Linked DNA regions of Triticum aestivum: region 1 is linked to region 2. The links are chromatin contacts, called in public Hi-C maps. All regions are on one chromosome and are shown on one strand. Each heading gives the region's core, a stretch centred on a gene start, on an enhancer-like site or on the middle of the called end of the contact. The rest is flanking DNA. Distances are from core to core; before and after follow the strand shown.

What was found. Hi-C and Micro-C count contacts between places; a contact is called where the count stands out from the background.
Region 1: a contact with region 2 is called in a Hi-C map of leaf, with 5 times the contacts expected there. The contact joins the promoter of LOC123165157 here to the enhancer-like site in region 2. A contact is called at or near these places in 3 of 5 Hi-C or Micro-C datasets (all in leaf).

Annotation. Positions count from the first base shown.
Region 1 is chr7D:287,382,558-287,389,130 of IWGSC CS RefSeq v2.1, forward strand. It overlaps LOC123165157 (DCN1-like protein 4), which reads left to right and starts at 3,453. Exons shown (of 10, transcript XM_044582790.1): 1 at 3,453-3,694; 2 at 5,696-5,780; 3 at 6,193-6,267; 4 at 6,346-6,382; 5 at 6,477-6,560. The coding sequence starts at 3,649.
Region 2 is chr7D:287,184,910-287,191,468 of IWGSC CS RefSeq v2.1, forward strand. LOC123171074 (exocyst complex component SEC8) reads left to right here. Exons shown (of 22, transcript XM_044588732.1): 18 at 373-474; 19 at 570-644; 20 at 736-831; 21 at 942-991; 22 at 1,075-1,423. The coding sequence ends at 1,162. Among protein-coding and RNA genes, the nearest start is that of LOC123171074, 37 kb to the left of the region's middle. Within about 2 kb of position 2,587, at least 4 of the 8 cell types and tissues checked have an H3K27ac peak or open chromatin away from gene starts, as enhancers often do. A contact at or near this core is called in leaf, where this site is marked.

The DNA.
Region 1 (6,573 bases), core at 2,203-4,702, 200 kb after region 2:
TATTTAAAAGGGCCAAGAAGGCGGAATAGCCTCGCTTATACAGTTTCTGACTACTAACAGTGCCATCATCAATGAGCTTCACTCTAAAGTCTGTTCATGAGAGGGTTGTGCTTCCTTCAATGCTAGGGCTGAAATTGGAGAATAAACAAGGGGTTGACATGCCCGTGAAGTTCTATTAGGTATGCTTCTCTCTCTCCCCAAATTTTTGGTTCCTGAAGCACAAACCCTGTCAGTTTGTCCATATGTAGATTTTTTTCCTTCTTGTTGGTGCACTATTCTCGGGTTTTTTGTGTGTTTCTTTCTTGCGGCCAGCTTGACCATTTACTCTGGAAGGAGTTACTCAACTAAAAAAGAGCGAACAAGTTGAGATTCTTTTGTCTTGTCTATATCGTTCCTACAATGTTGTTTGGGTTGATTTTCTTGCTTTTTTGTAGTTTGTGGAGAGAGTTAAGTAGTAGGGTAGCCTTTCTATGGTGGCGATCGCATGCTGTGCGACCGAGTGTAGTTAATTTGATGGTTCATGTTACAAGAAAAATCATTCCTCTGTTTGTAGGTTTTAGGTTCCTTTTGTTGTGAGGTGCTCCATGGCCCTTTGCTTGGTTGCTCTGTGGTGAGGCAACAGAGATAATTAGCAGTCTTGTATACTAACCAAGAGAACACCCATTTCATGATTTTGGGTATTGGGTTCTCTTTGCTAAACCAGCTGTAGCTAGATGAGAGAAGTAGTAAGTAATATCCCCTTTCCTGTAGTGTGGCACTGAATCAATAGTCATTTTTGCACAATCATGTGTCATGTTCCTTTATGAATCATATAATATCAAGAGACAACTTATGGAACTGTTCAGATTTTTATGGCAGCCCTAACTTCGCTAGGTAATAACTTTATTTGGTCTTTATCCAACTGGTTTTTATCATATCAAATTACTGCAGAGCGTACTGATTTTTTTTCACCTAGCAACGGTGCCTTTCAGTTCAACTAGCAGTTTAAACCTCCGAAGGTTTAAGGTGAACAATGAGATATTTTTGGGTTTGTTTGAACTGTTGTGTCTGTCCACTTGAGTGCCTCCATATGTGGTTCTCCTATTGCATTAGTTATATTTTTATTTTTGATTATCTTGCCCAAAACTAAAGTTTCACTACATGAAAAATGACTACTTTATTTTATACCATGTTATCCTCTTTCTCTTCCCCACAGGACAGCGTCTCCCCGCGTTCTCGATCCGGCGCCGCCACATATCGTGATTCTGGATCGGGCGCAGGTCGTCGCCATAAGAGAGCCTGGCTGGTGTGGTCTTCGTGCTTGGCGTGGAGAAGCACGGGAGGATGAGTAGGACGAGCATGAGGAAGGAGCAGCCAGGCCGGAGCTCCGGCGTTGCTCGCGTCATGGTCGAATGGAGCTGGCCATCACTATGGGCTGCTGCTCGCCGGTCGTCGTTCCCCAATCTCAGTTGCTCATCTTTGGCTTCACCATCTTCCTCCCCTGATCATGCATCTATTTTAGATCATATAATTATGCTATATCATATATGTTGTTTAGTTTAGACTTGTGCATGTGCATGCATTGGCATTGATTTAGACAGAGATATTGCATGATTTGTACATAGAAGGAGTACGGATGATCTAGGAATAAATGTTTGAATAAAGTTAGTAGTGAGATTTAGGTAGAGGTTACCTGCACTGTTCTGTTTTATGTAGATTCTAAGCTGCAAAATCATACATAGTCCTGTTAGTAATTTGTTTGAGTTGTGAGTTTACGCATTTTTCCTTGGAATGTTTGTATGTGTGATCACTTGCTTTTAGGTTCCCAGTGGTATATCATGAGAAGTTTTTTACTTTGCACCGGGTGATCAACTACATATTTAGACAAATACACTATTCAGGACCAGGAACATTACGATTTCTAATGTTGTTTTCCTCTTTCAAGATTGCAGTTTTCATAAGCCTTAGATAGCTAAGGTACATAGTTTTCATTTAACAATTTTTTTTACTGTTCTCTCATCTCCTATATGGTGTCTAAGAAATACTAATGTAGACAATTCAAAATTTTAAAATACCTTCTGGCCAATTATGTGGGGAAGGTGCAGTAAGCCGGCCCTCGCGTTGCAGTAGAGTGGAGCCGGCAATTTTATGATCGGTCTCTAAATATTTCAACTTGCACAGTTTGAATTAGCTTCACATGGTATATAGTTTTTACATAGGTATTCCTTAATTTTTCACATAAAAGGTTTAGAATTATTTCCCTCGGTGCTAAAACTCGAAGTTACTAACAAATGCAAACGTTTCTGTTACAAAAGGTTTAGAATCATTACCCTTGATGCTTGAATTTGGACCTTGCACCTTACTTGGGTAACATAGAGCCAAATGGCACATTGTTCAAATACACATTCAAAACACTTTGGGTTTGACACGTTATCTATCCTTGATCAAACATAAAATTACTAAAAAAGGCCAATATTTCTCAACACGAACATGGTTTCAAATGGGTCTCTGCGCCATTTGGCGCACCGGGTCATCTAGTAATCATCTAAAGACTAAAAGATAGTAGAGCATGTGATGTTTGCTGAATCAAAGCTCTGACGTAGTATTCTGCCCCTTTTATTCCATGCGCCGATCAGAAACAAGACCAAGGACTGCTCGGTAGAACGAGTGACAACTGTCGTATACCAATAATCATCTAAAGAGTAAAAAATAGTTGAACATGTGAGCTTTGCTAAATCAAAGCTCTGACATAGTATACCGCCTCTTTCTTTCCATGCGCCAACCAGAACCAAAATCAAGGACCGTCGGGTAAGACAAGCAACAACTCTATATGATAGGCAAGGAATTAATCCCCGTGCGGGTTCGCAACATAGTTGTATAGCATGCTTGGGGAGGTCGTGTGGATGGATAAGGGAACAAAGGAGTCGAGAGGCGTTCGCGATGACGACTTCCATTTTACCGAAAGATCTCGTTCACCAACGTGATTGTGTTCTCTGCTTTAGCATGCATGCTCAAAATCTAGCGGTGAAGAGGACGTTCAACCCAGATCTTTAAAATCTGAGCGTTCGGCAATATGTTTTCAATTTTTTTAGGCAGATATAAACTCGCAAATTGGTACTCCCTATGGTCCTTTTTACTCCACGTTATAGATTTGTGACAAGTCAAACTTTGCAAAGTTTGAGTAAATTTATATTAAAAAATACCAATATCTACAATATCAAATATATATACTATATAAAACTATATTTCATAAAGAATCTAACAATATTAATTAAACATTGTGAATGTTAATTTTTTTATATAATATAAGCTTGATTAAAGTACAGATGATTTAATTTCGGACAAAATTTATATGTGTGCAAACTAAAAAAGACCGGAGGGAGTACGATGTCTTCCGCCAAGGAAAAAATAGGGGCAGCCGTGTTGGCGCAGGTATCCAGGGCCCGCACGTGGGACACAACTTCCTAGCCAGGCCGAATCGTAGTTAATATAAGTAAAGGGGAGGCTCCAACTGCGCCCCCGTTCCTTCCGCAAACTCGAACTCTCAACCGGGACAGCAGAGAAGACGAGACGAGGGAAGATAACTCGGCGACCGCGCGCAGGGGAGAAGTAGGTACCCGAGAGAGAAAGAGAGGGAGGCGCGACGAGAAGGCGAGAGGACGGGCCACCATGAGGCGCTCCTCCAAGAAGTCGTCGTCGTCGTCCGCCGCGGCCGGTAATGCTCCTCCCCTCAACCCCTACCCCACCCCCACCCCCCTGGTTGTCTTCCTTGTTTCGTGATTAGGCTGCGTGCGAGGCCTTGCTGGTGGCCTCGGCAGGTCCCCGGTCCGTTCGTTGTCTTGCGAGATTCCGTGTGGTGCCTTGTCTCGGGAAGATCCAATCTTGAGTTGTCCGGTGCGGGAGCGTACGAGGTACGACTCGTTGATTGCCGGTATGTGGGGTTCGGATCGCTTGTTATGGGATGGGAAGGGTCGGGGTAGATTCAGGGTTTGGGAATCTGTCATGGTGGTAAAGAGAAGGAGCTGAATCCTCGGTTTGGATCGCCTGGTGCAGAATTGGGTGTGGATTCGCTAGCAGATTTACATTCGTAATGTAAGCAGATGGCAATTCATAGGTTTATTAATTGTGTGCCTACCCATGCCGAAACGCTTTGTAAGTAAAATCTAAAGAGCAGCTACCTGTTAACACCGTGTTCCGGGTTTCTGGTTCAGCTCTGCAATCTCCGTGGCGATTTGTTGTCTTTGCATCAATTTTACACCACTAATAACATAAATTCGCCATGTACCTTGTGCGGTAAATCTTTACCTTTTTTCTGTGACTACAGAAATCAGGTTAGTAGTGTGCAGCCTAAAATTATGGTGCCTGTTAAACAGTTTCATCACTGAATCTCATTGACTTTACTATCTGGTAGTAACTCTGCTTTTTGTGCTTTGTAGTACTTTATTTTAATTAAAATAATTGTTTTAAAGTTTATTAGGTTTGTATGACATATCAATGTTTTACATGCAATTACGATACGCACTGAAAAAATCCTGTACCAATAACTATGATATCAAACAAAATGAAAAGAGATGGGCACAGCAGCAGTGGTTTGTTCTAATTGCAACTGAATTAGAAGGCACTAGAGAATTATGATCTGTTATACCAATATGACACATAAATAATTAAATGTGAATGGATGCACTAGAATACAGTACCTTCAATCACTTTTAAGCTATATAATCAGCAAAATTAGTTACACCCATTCATTTTGTAATTGTTTCTATGATATACTCCCTCTGTTCCTAAATATAAGTCTTTTTACAGATTTCAATAAAACTACATATGGATGTATATAGACATATGTCAAGAGTGTAGATTCACTCATTTTGCTCCGTATGTACTCCCTTATTGGAATGATTAATCACTACATGCTGTCTTGCTCCATATCTCAAGCGATTACTTTAACTTACTCATTTGGTGGTTAGTTTGCTGCTCCCATTGGGTTTTAGTGCCATTTTGTAATTTGTAATGCTGAATTTTACCCCAGTAAATGTAAAAGACAGATTAAGAAGCTTATCTTGAAATTGCGTGTGTATACATAGAAGTTTCATAAGCAACTCTAGAATAGCTGCCCATTGGCTCAAACTTTGTCCTAATAGGCTTTCTTTTTTAGGTTATTAAAATGTTTGTGTCTTGAACTCTTGATTCTTACCTTCTCTTTAAATTCGTTGTCGCATTACTTCTTTTCCAAATGGGTTGGTGTAGGAGCTATCATATTCTCTTTTGAGGGTATGTATATCTGAATGAGTACTAAGCAAACGATTATATTTAGGTGAGGAACAAGTAAATGAAAAACAAAACAGAAAAAGAAAAGGAGTCAGTACAAACCTGACCAGCAGGAAAGCACAACGTGGTGAGATGCATTGATTCCTTTTCTTTCTGAATTACTTGTTGAACCCTATACACTTATCCATCTGGGTGTAAGAATGTGCATGTGCGTGTTATTCAGTCATTTGGTTTATGTCAAGCTATGTGTTGGTCTTCTCCTTACTTCTGCTTCTTCCACATGCACAAGTTTTGTTTGCACATTAGAAATACCAAATGCATACTTTTTGCTTGCAAGCTAAATTCTATCATATGGTATGTGGTATGCAAAATCAAGATACTGTATATTGATAGGGAACCACATGTTCCTTAGATCTATTTGTAATAACATTTTCATTATTATCTCCAGTTCCCACTAAAGCGGTTTCAAAGGAAATAGAGCGGATTGACCAACTTTTCTATACATATGCTGATGGCTCATCCAGCATGATTGAGTAAGTTTTTTCTCAGTTTTTCTCAAACACTTGCCTGTCATTATTTTTGCTGTATACTCATGGTAGTCATCCTTCCATTTAGAAATTCTATGTATACCTTCCAATTAGGGAATTATCGCACATGGTAAAAATACGAGCTGTTTTATATGAATCATTGTAAATTGTGATGTAATAGTTGTCTATGTATACCGTCCATTCACGTAAATGTGTATTGGTAGTTGATACATACCATTTTGATGCAGCTAGATGTTAATGATTTTTTAATGCTATAATTTCATCTTTGGTAGCGACATTAGGGTTTTATTGTGTTACCCCTCCCCCCCTCCCACGACCACCACCATATTGCCCCATTGTTTGCTCCAATGCTGTTGCTCGACATTATTCGAATGATTTTTTTAACCTGCCTGAACAGCCCAGAAGGCATCGAAACACTCTGCTCTCATCTTGAAGTTCCACATACAGATGTTCGGATTCTGATGTTAGCATGGTATGTCACTGTTCTCTAAAATTCTTTAGTGGTGATATCATTTACTGAAATATCTAATGGACATCTATCTTGTATCAGGAAAATGGGCTGTGAAAAGCAAGGTTATTTTACTCTGGTATGCATTATATTTTTTAAACTGTTCAAAATGTTTATTGGTATGATATATCGCACTGCTTTCTGAGTTTTGACTGGTAGTACTCTGTTGATAGGATGAATGGAGAACTGGGATGAAAGCTCTGCGAGCTGATAGCATCAGTAAACTGAAGAAAGCCTTTCCTGAACTGGTCCAAGAAGTTAGTGTTCTAT
Region 2 (6,559 bases), core at 1,337-3,836:
GGACCGCGTGGTGCAAAGCCGTCACTCACGGGGGCGTGGTGGGAGGATCGGGTGATCGGATGATCTGGAGCGTTAAATGAGCGGATCGAATGGTTCAGAGCCTCAAAACACTGTGAGAGGATGTAGTTGGCTTAGTTCTTAATTTAATCCTTACCGAAATTTATAAGAGTTTGTTTAGGCTAAATTTTTGAATAGGTACATTATTAAAAGTGAAACAGGAGTATCGATTTGGATCCATATGCATCTAGATAAAAATTCAAGTTTATATTTTGTACTCACACATCACATAGTGCACATTAAGTAATGCTGCATTCTTCAATTTACTGATATTATTGGGCCCTTTAACATGTGCTGGGCTTTACAATGTGACAGATTGCACGTAGGGATGAAGAAATGGCTCCTTACATCGCAGAATCAAAAAGGAACTATGTATTTGGTGGGATTTCTAGTGTTGCTGCTAATGCATCAATAAAGGTTTGTTCCGAATCACTGCTTATTCTTCTTGTTATAAGCCTGTACTGTCAAAGCAGATTCCAGATATCCTACTTACGGTTGTTCAATTATGAAAGGCACTCGCACTAATGAAGTCCATCAACCTGTTGGGAGTTCAACAAATATGCAGAAACTCGATAGCACTAGAACAGGTAGTACTTTCATTTGCAGTAATAGTTTTTGATAGATCAAGTAGATGGCCGATTCCATAGTCACATGTGTAAATTATTTCTCTCTATGCAGGCACTTGCAGCCATACCTTCCATTGATAGTGAGGCAGTCCAACAGAGATTAGATCGTGTTCGGACATTCTATGAGCTACTAAACCTGCCTTTCGAGGTACACTAATAACAATACCACGCACCCATAGTCGTGTTTTTTTTTCTTTTTTTGCGAATGTAGTTGTGTTTTTCTTTGAAGCTTTAATCACCCTATTCCTCAATGTGCAGTCTTTGCTTGGGTTCATTGCTGAACAGGAATATATTTTTTCTGCAAAAGAGTAGGCGTGTCGAATATTTTTGATTTACATTGTCATTTTTTTTGGTTAACCATATTTAGTTTGATGTTACTTTGTTTGTGTAGATACTTGAGCATACTAAAGGTCAATGTACCTGGTAGAGAGATACCAATGGATGCTGAACGACGTATCTCACAGATTTTGAGTCATTAAATTGAATTGGGCAAGATGATTTTAGCTATAACTGGTGGCAGATGTCTCACTGTATCTTTCTCGGCTTTCTTTGTAGTTGTAGTTAATTTTGTTATTTCTGTTTGGTTTTTTCTTTTGATGTCTATGGTGTAGGTAATGTGTTATTTGTTGTCTCATTCACTGTAAATTTGTAGTGCTTTGACTGAAACGCTCATTCTTGATCGTTGTAAATGTGTAATCTTTTGGACGTAATTTTAATAAAATTCCCAGATTCATGTGTTCCGTTATTCAAATTGTTGCCGCCACATAGCACATGGTAAATAGTCACCACAAATGTGCCAATTGTGGCCACGAATTTAAGACCAATTGTGAGCCATGGGCTAGCAAATTGTGGCGAGCCATAGTTTCTAGTTTTAAAGAAAGACACTAAAAGGTACTCCCTCCATTAACAAATATAAGACGTTATAGATATTTTAATATGGACTATATATTGACTGATGAGTGAATAGACGCACTAAAATGTGTATATACATTCAATTCTGAAAAAAAAAATTATAACATTGTATATTTGTGAATGAAGGGAGTATTTGATCTTTATTTTTACCTAATATTAAAGGTAGGAAGCTTTCATAGTTCTTCATACGTCATCCTTTTATATCTGTTGATTTTATGTTGATCATAAAGATTGATGAATGGTATTTAAAAGAAGATTTAAGTTCCATCCGGTTCCTTTGGTCTGTCCTCCCTCTATACTCCTATTGCACGTACGCACAGTATGCCTCCTGGCTTTACGCCTGATTTTTTCCTAGGCCACGCTGGTTCACCTATCCACAAACGCAGTCATGGCAGTTGAATTTTGTTGTAAACGCAACCATGGCGACCCATGTGAGGCGAGGCATGGCGATGCAGCCCGGTCAACGCGGATGGGCTCGATGCAGAGGGGGCGTCGGCTCCAGGTGATGCAGCGAAACGACAGGATCGGGTGCAGCTGTTCGAGTTGGGTGGGATCCGTGGCAGGAGGCAGGTTCGGGCGGCAGAGGGCTGAATCCGGTCGATGGGGCGACCTGCAGGTGAGCGGCGGCAGCGGCTTGGGATGGTGGCGAAGCTGCATCTCGGGCGGCGCCATGGCTCCCTGTGCAGAGAAAACGAGACGAGGGGGAGGTCAGGGAGGAGTAGCAGGAGGAGGGAAGGAAAATAAGGCGGTGGAGAAGGCCTTGCTCCCCTGAGAGCTCGGCTGGCGGCGATCGCCGAGGCGGCGGCGTTGGCTGTAGCGGGAGAGCTGCACGTACAAGCTCTGGAAGGGGCGCACTAACTCGATGGGGGCGGCGTTCTTGACCTGAGGTGGGCGGCAGTGCGCGAGTTCCCAGCCCCAGCCTCCCAGTGAGGTTGGTCGCTGACGATGGTTACGGCAAAGGCCTTGGTGTACAACAGTGGACGACGACTGGATGGATCCAAAGACCATGTTGGGGTCGACGGGTGGGTCGCATCGGCGTAGATGGCGACCATGCTGCTACGTTGGCCCACCACGATTGATCAAGCCCAGAAACCTCACAAACTTTCAGTGGATACTTGTTCCGATGGTGTGATCTCTTCAGTTTGGCGACGCTATTGTTTCTATGCTGAATTTGTTTTGTGTGCTGCTTTGTGCGGTGAAAAGAAGAGGATCAGCTGGGGCGTGTTTGGTTACCGTTGTGAACAATTCCTGCATCGCATACACTTCTCAACCCAGCCTGGTTGAGCAAAAAACATGCCCTAGTACGCCATCTGCAAGTTGTTTGGTTGTTTGCATCTAGTGTTCCTGCATTAAGTAATACGCAAGTGCACTTTGTTTGGTTGCCTGCATTGGCCCAAGCGGCACATGAATACGACATTTGGTTGCATACGACGTACATGTTGTGCTTACCTTATACCCTAGTTGGTGAGCTTACCCACAATGATCACACCTAGCACACCAACGCTACAACACAGCAATGTCGATGAACTGGGCGAAGATGATGAAGTTCTTCAGCTTCAGCCCAAACTGACGATCCACCTTAACACCTCCAACCTTGCCACTGTCAACACTGCTGCCTCCGTGCTTTCGCACCCAGTCGGAGTAAGCTTGTTCTGCTGCCTGCCTAGTCTTGAACCCTCTATGACTGCTGTTGCTATACGATGCCACTTGTGCACTGGCTTCTTCCCATGAACTGTAAACCCCTGGAGCCTTACCAATGAACACGACATACCACTTGCCCTAGCAATGCACGAGAGCAAGCGTTGAAGCATCAAATCAATGGAGCACACAAATAGCAAGCAAAGTAGCACACAAACAACAATGGAGCAGAAGAGAAGAAGTAAAGCATGCATGATCATACGGCATAGCAAGCTCTACCTAGCAAGTGTTCTCATCCCATGAGGCGCCGCTAAGGTCTCTTAGCTTGGACACTTGGATCCATCGACCTCTCCACTTCCTCAGGTGGTTGTACACCTGGGTGGCAGACACCTCCTGCCCACAGAACTCGAACACCTGCTTCGCAACGGTGTTCAAGTGCACCTCCTTGAAGCCCTTGTCAGTCCTAACTCCACTAGAGATGAGCTCACACATCTTGTTCAGCACGAACGTGGACATGAACGGCTGCCACTTCATGTTGTTCGGCCTATCATCCTTCTTTGCCTTTGCTGTTGCTACCTTGAGTGTAGCGGCAGCAGCAGTAGGAGTTGGCTCAACGAGCACTACTGGTACATAGACGGAATCAGACGCGAACACCTCTGAATAAGGTGCCATCTCGGACATAGGATGCGAGTCCTCGACAAACGATGGAGCAAACTGGCTGTCGGACAGGACAAGGGCCTGACTAAGATCTTGCGTCTGCGTGGTCATGTCCTACAATCGTAGCACGCATTGATAATAAGCATAGCACACAACATACCGGACAATCCATGAAAGCAGGAGCATACATGCACATGGTTCATCACTATCATAGCAAACACATGTTTCATCACTATCATACTAAGCACATATGGTTCATCGCTATCATATTAAGCATACCAAACAATCTATGAGTACGAACATACATCTACAACAAACAACATGCTACAAATGGACCACCAATAGCTACAAATCATAGATCTAAGCACGAATCAATACAAGCACAAGGTTCAACTTCAAACTCTACTACTAATCTAGCCTACCACATGCTTGAACATCTAGCCCTATCACAAATTGCAACCGCAGCATAGCAATCAACCATATGAGCTCACAGATCAGACCACTAATCAACCATGCATCTAGATCAAACCCTAACTGCAGCTCAGATCTATCTAGAAGGAACAAAGAGAAAGGGGTATTGAACTCACAGAGGCCATGGCTGCAGCTCGAGGACGAGGGGGGACAGTCGTGGACGATCAACGCCGACCGGTGAAGAAGCGTCGACGCCGTGGACCGCTGGCCGATGAAGATGCGCCGCTTACCTGCTCGTCGGTGCCGATGCGCGTCGGCGGGAAAGCTCGAACAGAGGGATAATGGTGGCGGGAGTTGGGGCGGTGAGGGAGGGGGCTAGGGTGGACTCGGCGGGAGGTGAGCCGAAATCCTCCCGCCGATTTTTCGGCGACGCGGGCAAGCTCGCGCCATCTCCCTGGTCGCACGGGGAGAGAAGCGCGTCGCCCGAGCCAGGCTCGCGAGCTACCGCCGATTCGGGCGTTTCCCCTGGGCCTGGCCTGGACGTGCTTTAAGTTCCGTGTAATGCAGGCCGCACAGTAAACGTAGGCAATCAAACGGGCCAAGTTCTTTCCGTGCGGGCCAGGCGGGGCCATATGCAGGCAACCAAACACGCCCCTAGAGAATAAGAGAGAAAGTGAGAGAGGTTGAGATGAATTTCTGTGTGTTGCTCCTCCGGGCATGTGTATACTGCCTTTTGTGCAGTTGCTTGGCCAAGTTTGCTGCTGCTGAAGAGACAATGTGGGAGAATGTCTTGAAATTGTTACTATGTGAGGTGCTGAAAACTTGTACGGGGAGAGACATATATGTGAGAAAAAGATTGATTTGCTCCCTGGTACATGCACAAAGCTGGCTACTGGATTGATGCTTCTCGTGGTGATGACCTGCAACAACAAGCTGGATAGATGGAAAATGAAGCAGTGCCACGGGATATTTATTAGTTTTCGTATGGTCATGATGCAGAGGCTAGGAGAACTATCTCACTATCTCTTTCATTATCACAAAAATAGTACAGGTTGTTCCTTGTCATTTTATGTCATTGTTTAGCTTTGGGTGTTTCCTGGTAATTTCTACTTTGTGTTTCTTTCTTTGGTAGATGATCATAAGCTATAATATGCTACTAGATGTAGGGTTTGATATTGCCACAGTCAACCTGGATATCTCTTCTCAGGTTATGCTAGCTAGCATATGTTGCAACACAAAAAATGCTGATAAATTTCGATCATGCAGACATAGCATATATATGCTTGATCGGCCCATTGATCTCCAGACAAAGGTATGCTCTTAACAAAATAAATTTGATCATAATTTGTATTGATAATTTTTCTCACTGTTCCCAACAACAGACTGAATAATTTTGCAAGGACAGATGTTATGTAAAGAAAATAAAATCCTTAGAAGAAAAGTAAGCCCCCTTGCAATATAATATAGAACAGAGTTTTTCAATCTTTTAATGCTGGTAATACAATTCATAGCTTAGGTTGTTTGCTTTCAACATGTAGTTAACTAACAGCAATGACATTGTCATCTATGAATATATATGAATAAAAAAATCGGTGGTACAGTCATTTAGTTTGCTGCAATTCTCCCTGTGAAATGCCTTTTGTACGTCGAAGTTTGTGTAGGTTTTTAATGTTTTGCATATATATACTTTCCCTACCTAAAATGACAATGACTATAGAGAATCTTGGATAATGTACATGTCTAATGCCTCAAGTGTGTACTATTTTTTGAGGAATCCTCAAGTGGGCAATCTTTGGAAATAAGTTAGTTATATATACTTTCATGCATCTAACTATTTAACAGTATATTTCAAGTTGCATATATTTTGTTCGTGTGGGCTATTCTGGAATTATTTTTCCGGCAATCCTCACAAAATAAGCGGTCATAAAGAATCTATGTGACTATTTTAGAATCATTGTTCAATTCTTAGTGCCCAAGCCTCTAATTTTGGTTGCCGATTTACTTGGCAAATTATATTTGAAATGCCAGCACCAGTTCGGTTGATGAAGGAGGTGTCTATAGGCGAGACGCTAACCGACGACACCCACTCAACGCGGCAGAGCCATCCCCCCGATGATCTCATTCCATTATTGATGGCCGACGCCCTCGTCGTTCCACCTACACAAAGTTCAACTGCCACGGGCCGGCGAGGGCGGAAGGAGGGTAAGCGACGATGTAGGTGGGCCGTTGTGTTGACATATAGGACGTGCACCAGTGTG